Linked DNA regions of Mus musculus: region 2 is linked to region 1. Evidence: chromatin contacts called from public Hi-C data. All regions are on one chromosome and are shown on one strand. The core of a region is the stretch at or near the end of the contact, and the rest is flanking DNA. Distances in the headings are between cores, read along the strand shown.

What was found. A called contact is a pair of places that touch in the nucleus more often than the background predicts.
Region 2: a contact with region 1 is called in a Hi-C map of Th2 cells, with 2.3 times the contacts expected there. The contact joins the promoter of Sh2d1a here to the enhancer-like site in region 1. A contact is called at or near these places in 6 of 39 promoter capture datasets (cranial neural crest, embryonic stem cells, hematopoietic stem and progenitor cells and 2 more), 2 of 15 datasets of contacts at CTCF or cohesin (CD8 T cells and stem cell-derived epiblast-like cells), 27 of 484 Hi-C or Micro-C datasets (CD4 T cells, CD8 T cells, the HL-1 cell line and 12 more), 14 of 115 datasets of contacts at active chromatin or transcription factors (CD4 single positive thymocytes, CD8 T cells, DN3 thymocytes and 10 more) and 5 of 9 other capture datasets (adipose tissue, embryonic stem cells, liver and 2 more).

The regions. Positions count from the first base shown.
Region 1 is chrX:42,340,443-42,346,391 of GRCm38.p6, forward strand. No RefSeq gene overlaps it. Among named protein-coding and RNA genes, the nearest start is that of B230118I11Rik, 35 kb to the right of the region's middle. Within about 2 kb of position 3,214, at least 78 of the 459 cell types and tissues checked have an H3K27ac peak or open chromatin away from gene starts, as enhancers often do. A contact at or near this core is called in CD4 single positive thymocytes, CD8 T cells, DN3 thymocytes and 14 more, where this site is marked.
Region 2 is chrX:42,498,914-42,504,862 of GRCm38.p6, forward strand. Sh2d1a (SH2 domain containing 1A) reads left to right here and starts at 3,652. Exons shown (of 4, transcript NM_011364.4): 1 at 3,652-3,946. The coding sequence starts at 3,810.

The DNA.
Region 1 (5,949 bases), core at 1,964-4,463:
ATCAAGGAGGGAAACCTGGCAGCATCCAGGCCAGCATGGCCCAGGAGCTGAGAGTTCTGTATCTTGATTGGAAGGCCTCTAGGAGAAGACTACTGTCTTCTAGGCAGCTAGAAAGAGGATCTCATTGCCCACTACCACAGTGACACATTTCCACCAACAAGGCTACACCTATTCTAACAAGGCCACATCTCCTGATAGTGCCACTCCCTGGGCCACACATATTTAAACCATCAAAACTAGCTTATTTAATTAATACAAATGCATACTGGCTCCTTTTAATAATTGTTTTTAAGAATGCCAGCTTGATTGTGTCTTACTGTTTAATACCCCTGGATGATTCCTGATCTGGGGGCTGAAATCCAAAAACCCCACATATGTCCTAAGAACTTGAACATAGTCTGACTCCTGCTCCTTCTCCAATATCATCTTAGTTTATTTCTCTGAGTTCCATCAGTTTTCCAAAGCAGAGTCTTTCCAACATCTTGTTTGGCATATGTAAGCCTGGCTCTTAGTATTTGGAAGTATTGGAAGGGAATTGGGAGGGGGGTCTTAATATTCAGAATACTGACTTCAATTTAATCTCCATTTTCAACTTGGCATCTCAGTGGTTCCTGGGCTGTCTTTGGCTAGAGTGTCTCCTCTCCCATCAAGGAAGAGGAAATAACCTGGCAACTAACTGCTTCTTCTAAAAATGGTCAATCAATCTTTTGGATTTCAACACTATACCCAAATTCTCTCTTTTAGTGATATGTGGTACCTTCAAATCTTGAGTTATTTGGGGTATGAAGTATAGATAGCCCCCTTGCTGTTTAGCTTTTTCTGATATATCGTCAGTTATTACTTATGTATCTCTTTTCTAGTTTCCATAGTTTGTACAAACATGCATGCATGTGTCTTGCTTTGCCATGGTACCCTCTCATGTTTCCTCTGTAATTACAAAATTTGACCTTTTAATTCCTTTACCAGTTTTGAGATGTGGTAGGAAGGAATTAAGTGCATGTATTTGATCTACCAGACTAAACTTGGAAGTGGAATTGTTTTAAATAACAAACACTGGGTTCATTTTAAAGCCTATTCCATGAACAGAAATTGGATTTCATAGAAGCATGAAATATAACTAGAAATGTTCATTCAGCCCAGTGCTTCCTGTCTGTTCACTACCAGTTCCCTCTTCCTTATATTACATAGCCATACCTCCCCCGGCCCCCGCCACCCTAACATGTGAAGACATTTTGACTTCAATCCTCAGGTTGGTCAACCTTGGTCATATCATTTTCCTGACAAAGAGATTGAAAACAGGGGAAAGAGAGGTATTTGCCAATATCTCATTAACCAATGAAGTTAAGGTAGACACCCAGACCTGCTGCTTCTTAAACTATTGCTGCTTTTTGATGGAAGACATAAGGTTTCTGTTAATTCTTCTTTCTTTCCTTCCTTTCTTGTTCTTTGACAATTCCATACATGCATATAATGCACGTTGGTCGTTTTCATACACTCACATTCCACCCTCTCATCTCTTTCCTGCTGGAATCCTTCTTCTCCACAACAGGCCACCCTCCTACTTTAATGTCTCTTTTTGTGGCACACTGAGTTTAATTAGTGTTGCTTGCTTGGGCATGGCTGAGGAATTCTATATCACAGCAGCAGCCACTTACCAGAGGCTTTGCTACAGAAGAAAATGATCCCCCTCCCTCAGCAACCATTAACTGCCAACGATCCTTAAGGGAGGTGTAGAACATGAGGTTTCTGACTTCCAAAAACTGCTGGGCAAATGATGGACACATTTCCGTCTCATTTTTTCTGTGGTTTTTTTTTTTTTCCTCATCAGTTTCATTAGTGACATTGAAACATGACTTCTGGTGCCTGGAAGGTCAATGTTTCCCTCTAAACCCTTGAAAGTCAAGCATTCTGTGAATCACTGGAAATTTCTCGGGGGCACTGATAGCAGAACTGTTTCTTTGAAACTGTGATGAATCTTCTTTGATGCCAAGCATGGAGAAAAAGCAGCCCTGGGAACATTTCAGAGGCAGCACGGGATCTTACTTAACCAGCCAATCAGTAAGGATAGACTAGGCACCTACAGTGAGCACTATGCTGTGCTGGAAGTTACCAGGGATACACAGGGTTGGCCTTGACGCAGGCCGGCTTATGATCAAACTGCAGCCCAAACGACAGCGTATCAACCCAGCTTGCCCTCTCTGTAAAGGCAGGGTCTTTGTTTATTCCAATTCTTGTGGACTTCGGTGCACCTGGTATCCTGCTGCCTACACATTAGCTGTCTATGGTTCAATTAAAGCTCCTTTGTTGTATTATTTCTTTCCTCCTACGAAGAAATAAGGAGAAAGGTCTGAGTTGATGCAAACATTCCCTCTCTAGGTAAAAGGATTGCATTTATTTGTCTGGGAACTCACTACTTTCTATAAAATTCTTTTTATCCTGGCAAAGGTTAAATTTTGCTCTTTTGTAACTATCTCCTGCAAATGAGAAGGCTAACAATAAAACCCCTACTGTTTGTATAGACTTTGTAGTTTACCATGATCTTGTTTAATCTCCTATCTTGTCTTTTTCCCCCCTCGGTTTTTTGTACACAAATGTTATTGATTCCTTCCAGAAGCAGCCATGTGCGGCAGGATAAACAGCATGAAACTGGAGTTTCAACACCCATGTCTTCAGCTAACTATGTGACTGCTCTTAGCAAGCTGCTCCCCCACCCCCACCCCCTGGCCTGAATTTACCCACAGACAGAGGCAAGGGCTTGAATTCCACGGAATCTCCGTGTCACCTCTAGTTTTTACTTGGAATGGAGTGTTATTGTGTGGTTTGTGCTGTGGGCGTGATGGTTCCAAACCAAAGGGCACCAGCAGGATGCAGTCTGATGATCAGGGACAGAGGACTTGGAGTGATGTAGCAGCTGTGCACATTGATGGGTTCCTAACTCCCAGCCCTTAGATTTTCCCAGGCTGTTTAAGTTCATGATCCCAGGGTACTTGCATGTCCACCCCCTACCACACACCATCTCATTCAGGTCTCCCCCCTCCCCCACAGGGTCGGCTATAAAGCGGGTGGAAGATTTTCAGTGCTTCTCAGATCTTTCTTCTGGCCCTCTTGACATCTAAGGACTGAAAAGAACTCGGGGTGCCTTCCTAGGCAGGCTTCCGGAGGCCACATCCTTCTGTCTTCCGGGGATTGGGGGCAGGAGGGCGGCTGAACGCTGGCAGTCATTGTTTGGGTATTGACTCAAAGGAGTCGGAGCTACAAGGCACAGGAAAAAGGATGAGCTCATGACAGCTAAATGAAAAGATTCTTATCTTGGAAACCGCGGTTTCTTATGCAAAACAGGGGGTGGCAATGTGCCCCACAGAGTACATTCAACAACTGGGATTTCAAACTAGAAGCTATTTTGCATACCTACGGGAGCAGTAATGGGCCAGATTGTTCATTAATTAAAAAGAGGGGAGGAAGGCATTGAAAAACCCGCGCTCACACTTGCTGCAGAACTGAAATCATTCTTTTTCTCTTCTCCCAGTCCCAGTTGATCAGCTGAGAGACAAATGCTTTTTCCACTTTAGCCACCTCTGGAGAAAAGAAGGCCGAGGCCGAGGGAAGGGTTGGGTAGGGAGAAACTAGAAGTCACAGATAAATAGAACAGACTTGATCTCTCAGCCATTTCTATTTGGTGTTGAAATGTATTACACGGAAGTCATGGAGTTTTGTTGCTTTCTTTTTCCACCCAGGAGATTTACCTTCCAGTTCTGTTTGATTCTGTATGAAAGAACTCTGGAAAAAAAAAATTCTTCACAGGAGAGAAAGGGAGAAATGAAAAGAGGGGGATCAGGAATATGTCCTTTGACTGTGGGTCTCTATTTCCCTAACTTTGACATGTATTCCCCCTGGCGGGGGTTGGGGTGCAGGTGGGGTGGGGTGAAGAAGTAGAATTATGTCTGTCCTGGAAATTCCAGAATGTAGGTCAACCACTAAATGGGTGATGCCATAAGTGGGGTATAAAGTTGAATGTGGTTGCATATGGGAGGCACCAATACCACCCACACATCTTTCCTACCAGCCAGGCTGCTTGGTCCTTCCACTCTCCCATCTTTTGATTTAGGAATCAGTATGGTTATCACTTGTCAAGTACTTCCCTCCACTTTGCCTCCTACCTTCTCTCCTCTCATGGCATGCCATTATTTTTTACATGTTTGAGCTTCTAAGAGATGGGTGGATAATTTTGCTCTTGTTTAGAAATAAGGGAACTGGCCAGTTTGAGACCTATTGTTTTAGAGTAACAGAAGTAGAGGAAACTAGTAAAAAAAAAAGGCACAGGAAGATGATGACTCTATAGATACCACTGCCTGCAACTCTGGAGAAAATAAGAGGCATGTGGCTACACAAAGAAGAAGGTGCCTTGGGATGCCATTAGACTGCAAAAACAAGTCAACAGTCATGGGAAAGGCAGAAATATTGGTCTTTGGAAGTGTAAGAGAAAGAATAAACCCCTGTAGTGCGGCAGAGAAATGAGAAGATGCCCCAGAGTGGTGTTAGAGGCAAAAGAAGTAAGGAGTCTGTGTAAGCCTCCACGAATGCAGACTTTTCTACTTTGCAAAACTATAGCAGAGCCATAGTAACAAAAATATCATGGCATTATACATAGACAAACATGTAGACCAATAGAATAGAATAGAGGCACTAGAAATAAATCTATGCAGCTATAACCATTCAGTTCTTGACAATAGTGCCCAAACCATATGTGGTGATTTGGATGAGAATGGCCTTCACAGGCTCACATTGAAGGGGTCTTGCAGACCTGAACATGGCAAACATGGCTCTGGCAGACCTTACCTTTCCCCCATTCCCTCTGCCTAGCTGAACTGTTAGATTAAATTCTTAAAGCTAGACACATCAGTCTATTCCCTTATTTTGCCATTTCCTTTCCCTGAGGCTGGCCACTAAGATCCAGCTACCAAAAGACCCCATTTGGCAACCCTACTTAACATGCCCAATCAAAACAAACTAACTCATTCTAACACAGAGTTTCCCTTTATAAACTGCCATTTGCCTATGGGCCATGTTGTTGTCTTCTCTCTGTCCAGAGGCAGTCTTTTGACCCTCCCTCCTAGGGTAAATATTCCTTCCCCCTTCCCTTGTTTTTGTTGCCTTTTCCCTCTCTTCTTCTTCTTCTTCTTCTTCTTCTTCTTCTTCTTCTTCTTCTTCTTCTTCTTCTTCTTCTTCTTCTTCTTCTTCTTCTTCTTCCTCCTCCTCCTCCTCCTTCTTCTTCTTCTCTCTCTCTCTCTCTCTCTCTCTCTCTCTCTCTCTCTCTCTCTCTCTCTCTTTCCCAGCCCCTTTTCCCTCTGGGGCAAATAAATCTCCTTTATGCTGATAATTTGGTCTGGGGGGAACTTGTGCTGATTCCAGTCCTTTCAAATATATTTGAATGCTTGGTCTCTAGTTTGTGGAACTGCTTAATAAAGATTAGGAGGTGTGGCCTTCTTGGAAGAGGTATGTGACTGGGGGCTGGTTTTGATTTCAAAGGACTCTCATCATTCCCTGTTAGCTTTCTCTTCCTCCTATCTGTGGATCAGGATTAAGCTCTTAGCTACTGCTCCAGTACCTTCCTGTCTGCCTGCAGCTGTGATCCCCACCAGTAAGGCCATAAATGCGAACTATTTAAATGTAAGCTTCCAGTAGACTATTTCTTCTATAAAGTTGCCTTGATCATGGTACCTTGTCACAGCAATAGAAAAGTAATTAAGACACTGTATGTGAAAAAAAAAGACAGCTTTTAAAAAATGTTTGCTGAGAATACTGGAAGAGTAAAATTAGATATTTATATCAACTTGCACAGGATAATCACCTCAAATTGGAGAAAGGACCTTCATGTAGAACTGAAAACATTGAAACTGCTGGGGGAAACATTTAGGTATAGGAAATGCTTTCCTTTTTTCTGGGTGTGCT
Region 2 (5,949 bases), core at 2,402-4,901, 160 kb after region 1:
CCAGTGGTGTCTGGGAGGGGGGAGTGGGATGGTGAGGAAGAGAGGTGGGGAGGAAAGGGAAGGCTGGGAGGGAGAGAGGGAGAGAATCTGGGACTTGGAATTAGCTGCCCCTTTCAGAAGCATATGCTCAGTGAGTTACTTCCTCCAGGTACGGTCCACATCTTAACATTTCTATCCCATCCCAAAATAATGCCACCAGGTGGGCTCTAAGCATTCAACACAAGAACTGGAATCTAATTGTCTGTTTGCATCCTGCTATGAGCTGCTTGAGAACAGGTATGAACTATGGTTTTCTTCTTTCTAACTTAAGTTCCAACTATTGGATCTGACATACAATAGAAGTTTATTAGCAGCTGGAAGAATAATACATATATTTAACAGGTTTAAACAAATACCCACAGCAACCTTGTGTCTGCTTTCTCTCTTTGAAGAGGGCATTTAGGAAAACATATAGCTTTATAAATAAACTCAGGTGTTATTGAAAAGAGGTTCTCTCTCTCTCTCTCTCTCTCTCTCTCTCTCTCTCTCTCTCTCTCTAAGACTATTTTTTCTTACTTTTGTAAAGGAAGTAAATCTAAGTGCCAAGAGTATGTGTAAACTCACCACATCATAACATGGCCACAGGAGAATTCACACATTTTAGAGAAGCTGGTAGAAGAACAAAGGTAGTTTTGAAAGGTTAGAGAACAAGATTCTGAAATGTCCTATGTACTATACAAAACTGACCACCCTTGGCATCTTTCTTTTAATCTACTTGGGCTCCAGAATAGCCTAGGGCATTTGGAATACAGACAATTAGCACCTCAGACAGGGTATCCACGTGCTAAATCCTGTCACTGTTCAGAGATCTCAGGAGGAGACAAGTTTAGACAAGAAGACCCTTTAAACCTTGCCTGACAGGTTTTCTAGCTTTCAATGTTTTGGTGTTGGACTTGAATGGCATCTATATTCAGAACGTTTTCTTTAAAATATAAGGCACTCTTCCTCTATGATAGTTTTTATTTCTGAGATTATTTTAAAAACAATGAGAACAAATGCCTCCTCCTGTTGAGACTTCAGGATCTTGCTTCTTCCTCAAAAAATGAGCTACCCCTGTGTTTTTCTCCAAAGAAGCTTGCTTGCTTGCTTGCTTGCTTGCTTCATTCATTCATTCATTCATTTATTCATTCACTTATAGCACAGAATGTTGAAGCTGAAAATGACTACTCAGGGTTCACCTGGCTCAATTCCATTTGACAGATGGAGAAAATAAGGCTCAGAGAGAGGAAACCATTTAGTGATAAAAGGTGGAGTACAATTTGGACCTCAAAATACCTTCCAATTCTCATCGCTGTTTCTAAGGGGAGCCAAAGGAATGGAAAAGCACTCTCTCTCTCTCTCTCTCTCTCTCTCTCTTTCTCTCTCTCTCTCTCTGTGTGTGTGTGTGTGTGTCAGAGAGAGAGAGAGACAGAGATAGACAGAGACAGTCAGAGACCGACAGAGAGACAGACAGATAGACATTGAGAGTCAGAGAAAGAGACAGACAGACAAGGGGGAGAGATAATTTCATATTGTTTTCTTGACAATTTTAATTTCAGACATTTATTCATTCACTAAACCCATCCACTCTGTGCCAGTCTCTGAGGATACAGTGGCAAACAACATATATAAGACCCTGTTGATATGCACCTTAAGGTCAAGTGATAGAGACAGGCAACATACAAGTAGATTCTTCCTCTCATAAATGGGGCCCATTCCTTAGCTCTTTGTCTGTTGGTGTCACTGTTATCTCCCCTTCTCTGTTATGTGATCTTTGTCTTCCTGTACTGTGGGTACAGGGACAGGGAAGGAAGAAAGCTATTTCAGTTCCTCTATTCTCTACACTTCAAGCTCTGTGTGAAGTTTGAATTTGCCAAAGTCAAGCTTAGTGCCTGCATAGCAGCAGAGCAAGGGTGTCAGTATTTTTCATCAACACTGCACTGGTGGGCTGGCTCACCTGTCAGTTTGCTTGTGAGATGACAATAAGGTAGTGGATGTGAGAGTTGTACTATTACCGTATAATTTAACTGTTCTCTTGTGATGTGATTTTCGTTGTGCTGAAGCCCACTGTACCTGGCTGCTTTGACAAGCGTGCTATTTTAGCAATGCAGAATGAAACAGAAAGAAAAGAATGCATGGGATGCTTGCTCCGTCAGATCCAGGTTTCTCTGTGCCTGTGTTTGTAGATGATTTGTTCAGGGTTGTTCAGAGACAAAAAAAATGAGGTTAGGTTTTGTTTTTAACCTATGGAACACTGAATGTTCTAGCAGTTACACTCTAGGTGGGCTACTGTCCGTATGCCTTAATAAAAGAAGATTACCCCTTTCTTTCTTTTCATATTTAAAATGCCATCATTATAACTGATTTCTAAATAGAGTCCTGGTTAGGCTAAACTCTGATGTTTTTAACATTGATGTAGGTAGGCATTTATGTATGAGAATAGAAGTTACAACACATTTATCAACACCTGTGCGATGATGTAAAATGGATTTTATATCCACAATGATTCTGGCCTAGCCCCATATGCCAAAGGGTATATAGAAGTTCACACAGGACACCAATGGACAGACCAAACTGGACAGAAAAAGCCCACAAACCAGCAGCTCTACAGGAAGAACTACAGACAGCTGAGTAAAATCGGAAGTAGAAGAAGTGGTCACCCGTGGGAAGAGCACACTAATTGGTCGTCTACTACCAAATGGCTATCCCTGAAAACATACATACAAATAGCACCATACAGGCACAACTGGATGTGTTTAGGAATTACACGTATATACATATATGCATGCAATAATACAATAATACAATAGCAATGTTGTTGAAGAGCAGGGAGGGATTCATGGGAGGGTTTCAAGGGTGAAAAGGGAAGGGAGAAATGCTGTGATTATATTGTGATTTTAATAATAATAAAAACAAAGAAGTACCAACAAAAGAATTTAGTCTTCTTAAGCTCCTTAGCTAGATCCATCTACACTTTTTTTTTTTTAATATGATGACAATTTTTTTCATAGTTTTGGATTTTGGACAAAACATTAAGGTAAAAATACTTGTTTTGGCCTAAGTGTATTCAAGGATTTGGCATATGGCTTCGGGATAGAAGACCTCATCTGCGAGGCCCCGAATTCCATCATCAGCATTGAAGAAAAGAAAGCTGTTTCAGGACCATCTAGTCCCAAAGTCTGTAGTTCAGTAGCCCTTGGTGATGCTGTGGAAGCCTTGCAGCCATGTTCTGCTGTGGTTTTGTAGCTTGACTGCTTTTATGCTTTTATTTTGTCAGTCTGCTTCTGCCCCTCATGATGAACACGTCCCATTCACTTCTATCACCAATTCTTTTGTTCACTCGTTAAGACAAGTCATTGTCAATGGCTTCGAAGTTTGCAGGAACTACACAAGAACAAAGGCACTAGCAAGTTTCTCATCTTTGTGCAAGCTCTGTTTGCGTTGCTGGCACAGCTCAAATACTGCAAGTGTTCACCTTTTCAGCGTGCCCCCTCCCCCACCACAAACCTTTGTTGGAGAATAGATGATCAAACCCATGACAAGTTTGAAGCTGTTAAACTGCTGAGCTGGCCTGAATTGAAGTGTGAGAAGAGGTTTTAAGGCAGGTAGACAACATCCTGTTGTTAGGGTGTTTCTCTCTCTCTCTCTCTCTCTCTCTCTCTCTCTCTCTCTCTCTCTCTCTCTCTCTCTCTCTCTCAATACTGCCCAGTAAGCCACTGCAGCGGCAACAGCAGCAGCAAAGTTTCCTTTTTACCATCCTTCTTCTGGGCCCATCAAAGAGTTTGCTAGGCATGGATGCAGTGACTGTGTACCACGGCAAAATCAGCAGGGAGACCGGGGAGAAGCTCTTACTCGCTACCGGGCTGGATGGAAGCTATCTGCTGCGAGACAGCGAGAGTGTCCCTGGCGTGTACTGCCTGTGTGTTTTGTGAGTATATCTCGTGGTAGTGGCAGGTTGTTAGCATGGGTAGCCTGCCCTTTCAGGGGAGGGCTGGGAGGAGTGGCAGGGGATGACAGCTTTTGGCAGAGGTACCTAGGGAATACAGGCAGCAGGAACTGAGTACTCTTCCAGCTCTGACGTATGGTCCCAGGGCTCAGCCCAGGGATGTGGTGGGCAGTACTTGTACGTACGTCCCTCACTGCGGATTTTATCAACTGCATTTCACCAGTGCGTTTGTGGCAGCTTCACTGAATACCCTTCAGAATGGGAAAACATGGCCTAGAACTTACCTTTACTTTGAGAAAGACCCATACTCTGGACTTCGGCTCTGATTCCAAGTAGACACCATGATGGTGGAGCCCCGGGAAGTTGGACTATTTGTATTCTGGGCCATGAAGTAAGGCAAAGGAAGGTCTTTCTCTATCATTCTCTACAAATGTGACTGAAAATGGTACCCTAAAAGAAAAGCATCTAGCAAATGCTTGAAGAAGTGGTTAGCCAGGAAATGGAATCCATTGCTTTCAGAATGCAGCCCAGGGAAGGCAGAGGTAGACAGATGTGTGTGAGTTTCAGGTGACTAGCCTGGTTTTACATGGGCCGGTTCCATGCCAGCTAGGGCTACATAGTATAAGATCCTATTAAAAAACAGTAGCCAACAACACTAAAGCAGTACAGTGCTGAAGAGGATGTGTATGCAAGAGTAGGGGCACCTTTCTGGTGCTGCTGAATTGCCTTGTTTTATAAGAGGCATAATGAGTTTTAAAACGTGCTGTGTCCCGTAAATGATAGGAGTGAGAATAGTTTTAAAGAACAGAGAGAGGGAGAAAACATCATTGTAATTATCCCACTTTGAGCTTTGCCTAGACTGGTCTCAGCCTCTTACTCCATTTTGAACCAGGTGCAGCTGCATCTTGGCTCTGTACAACCTCCCTGAGCAAATCCTACTGTAGTCAGACTCAAAAGGTTGTTATCTCACAACACCAATCTCTTAGCCATTGATTTTAAATGGGATTCATATTCTAAGGGTCAATGAAGATTAAATACCTCCATGTACAAAAAAAAAAAAGACAAATGAACACTGGGCTTGACGCTCAGCAAATGGAAGTCTGGTTTATTATTAGTCTCTTTTTGGACAAATTATTCCGGTACTCCTTGAGGCAGTCTACAGAAGGACCCAGTTCAAGCACTACTGTAAGCAGGATATATATATATATATATATACATATATATATATATATATACACACACATATACACACACATAATACACACATACATACACACACACATATATATATATATACACACACACACACACACACATATATACTGTATGCTTATACATATATCCCAGTAAAACCTCACTCTAATACAGTAGAGTCTACATGAAAGCAAAACAAAAATGCTTGGTAGTGAGTTCTGTACATGATGATACACTGCAAAAATTTGACGTACTCTCTGGGCCAGAAAATAAAGATTAAATTGAGGCTGGTGTGAGAGGATTGTCATTGTATATTGATTTTTTTAAAAAAATGTCCAAGCCTTATTTTTGTCAGTTTTTAAGATCATGCTAAATACATTTATCATAAAGGCTTCAAGGTAAATATATGGAAAAATCATTTTTCAGTGTTGGGGACAGGATCCAGAATTTTATATGTGCCTGAAAAATGCTTTTTTATTAAGCTAGATGCCCAACCCTGGGCTTGGACCTTTATGTTCCCAAGTGGAACCCTAAGAAGGGCTAGGGAAGCCAATGACAATCCTTAGTTATTTTTAACTTGTCAAAAGATGAAGGATGGTGAGTGAGACGGGCTGCTTTGGGCACACTGATAATAGAAGGAGCATGCTCCTTAACCAGAAGGTTCACATGAAGCCTATATAGGGGAGAGAGGGCTGGAGACAGTACAGCTCACACTTGAATTTTTCTTCCCACCTGGTCACCCCGGAAGGTAACTAAGCCTGCTCCCTACTCAGGATTGTCCAGTTTCTGTT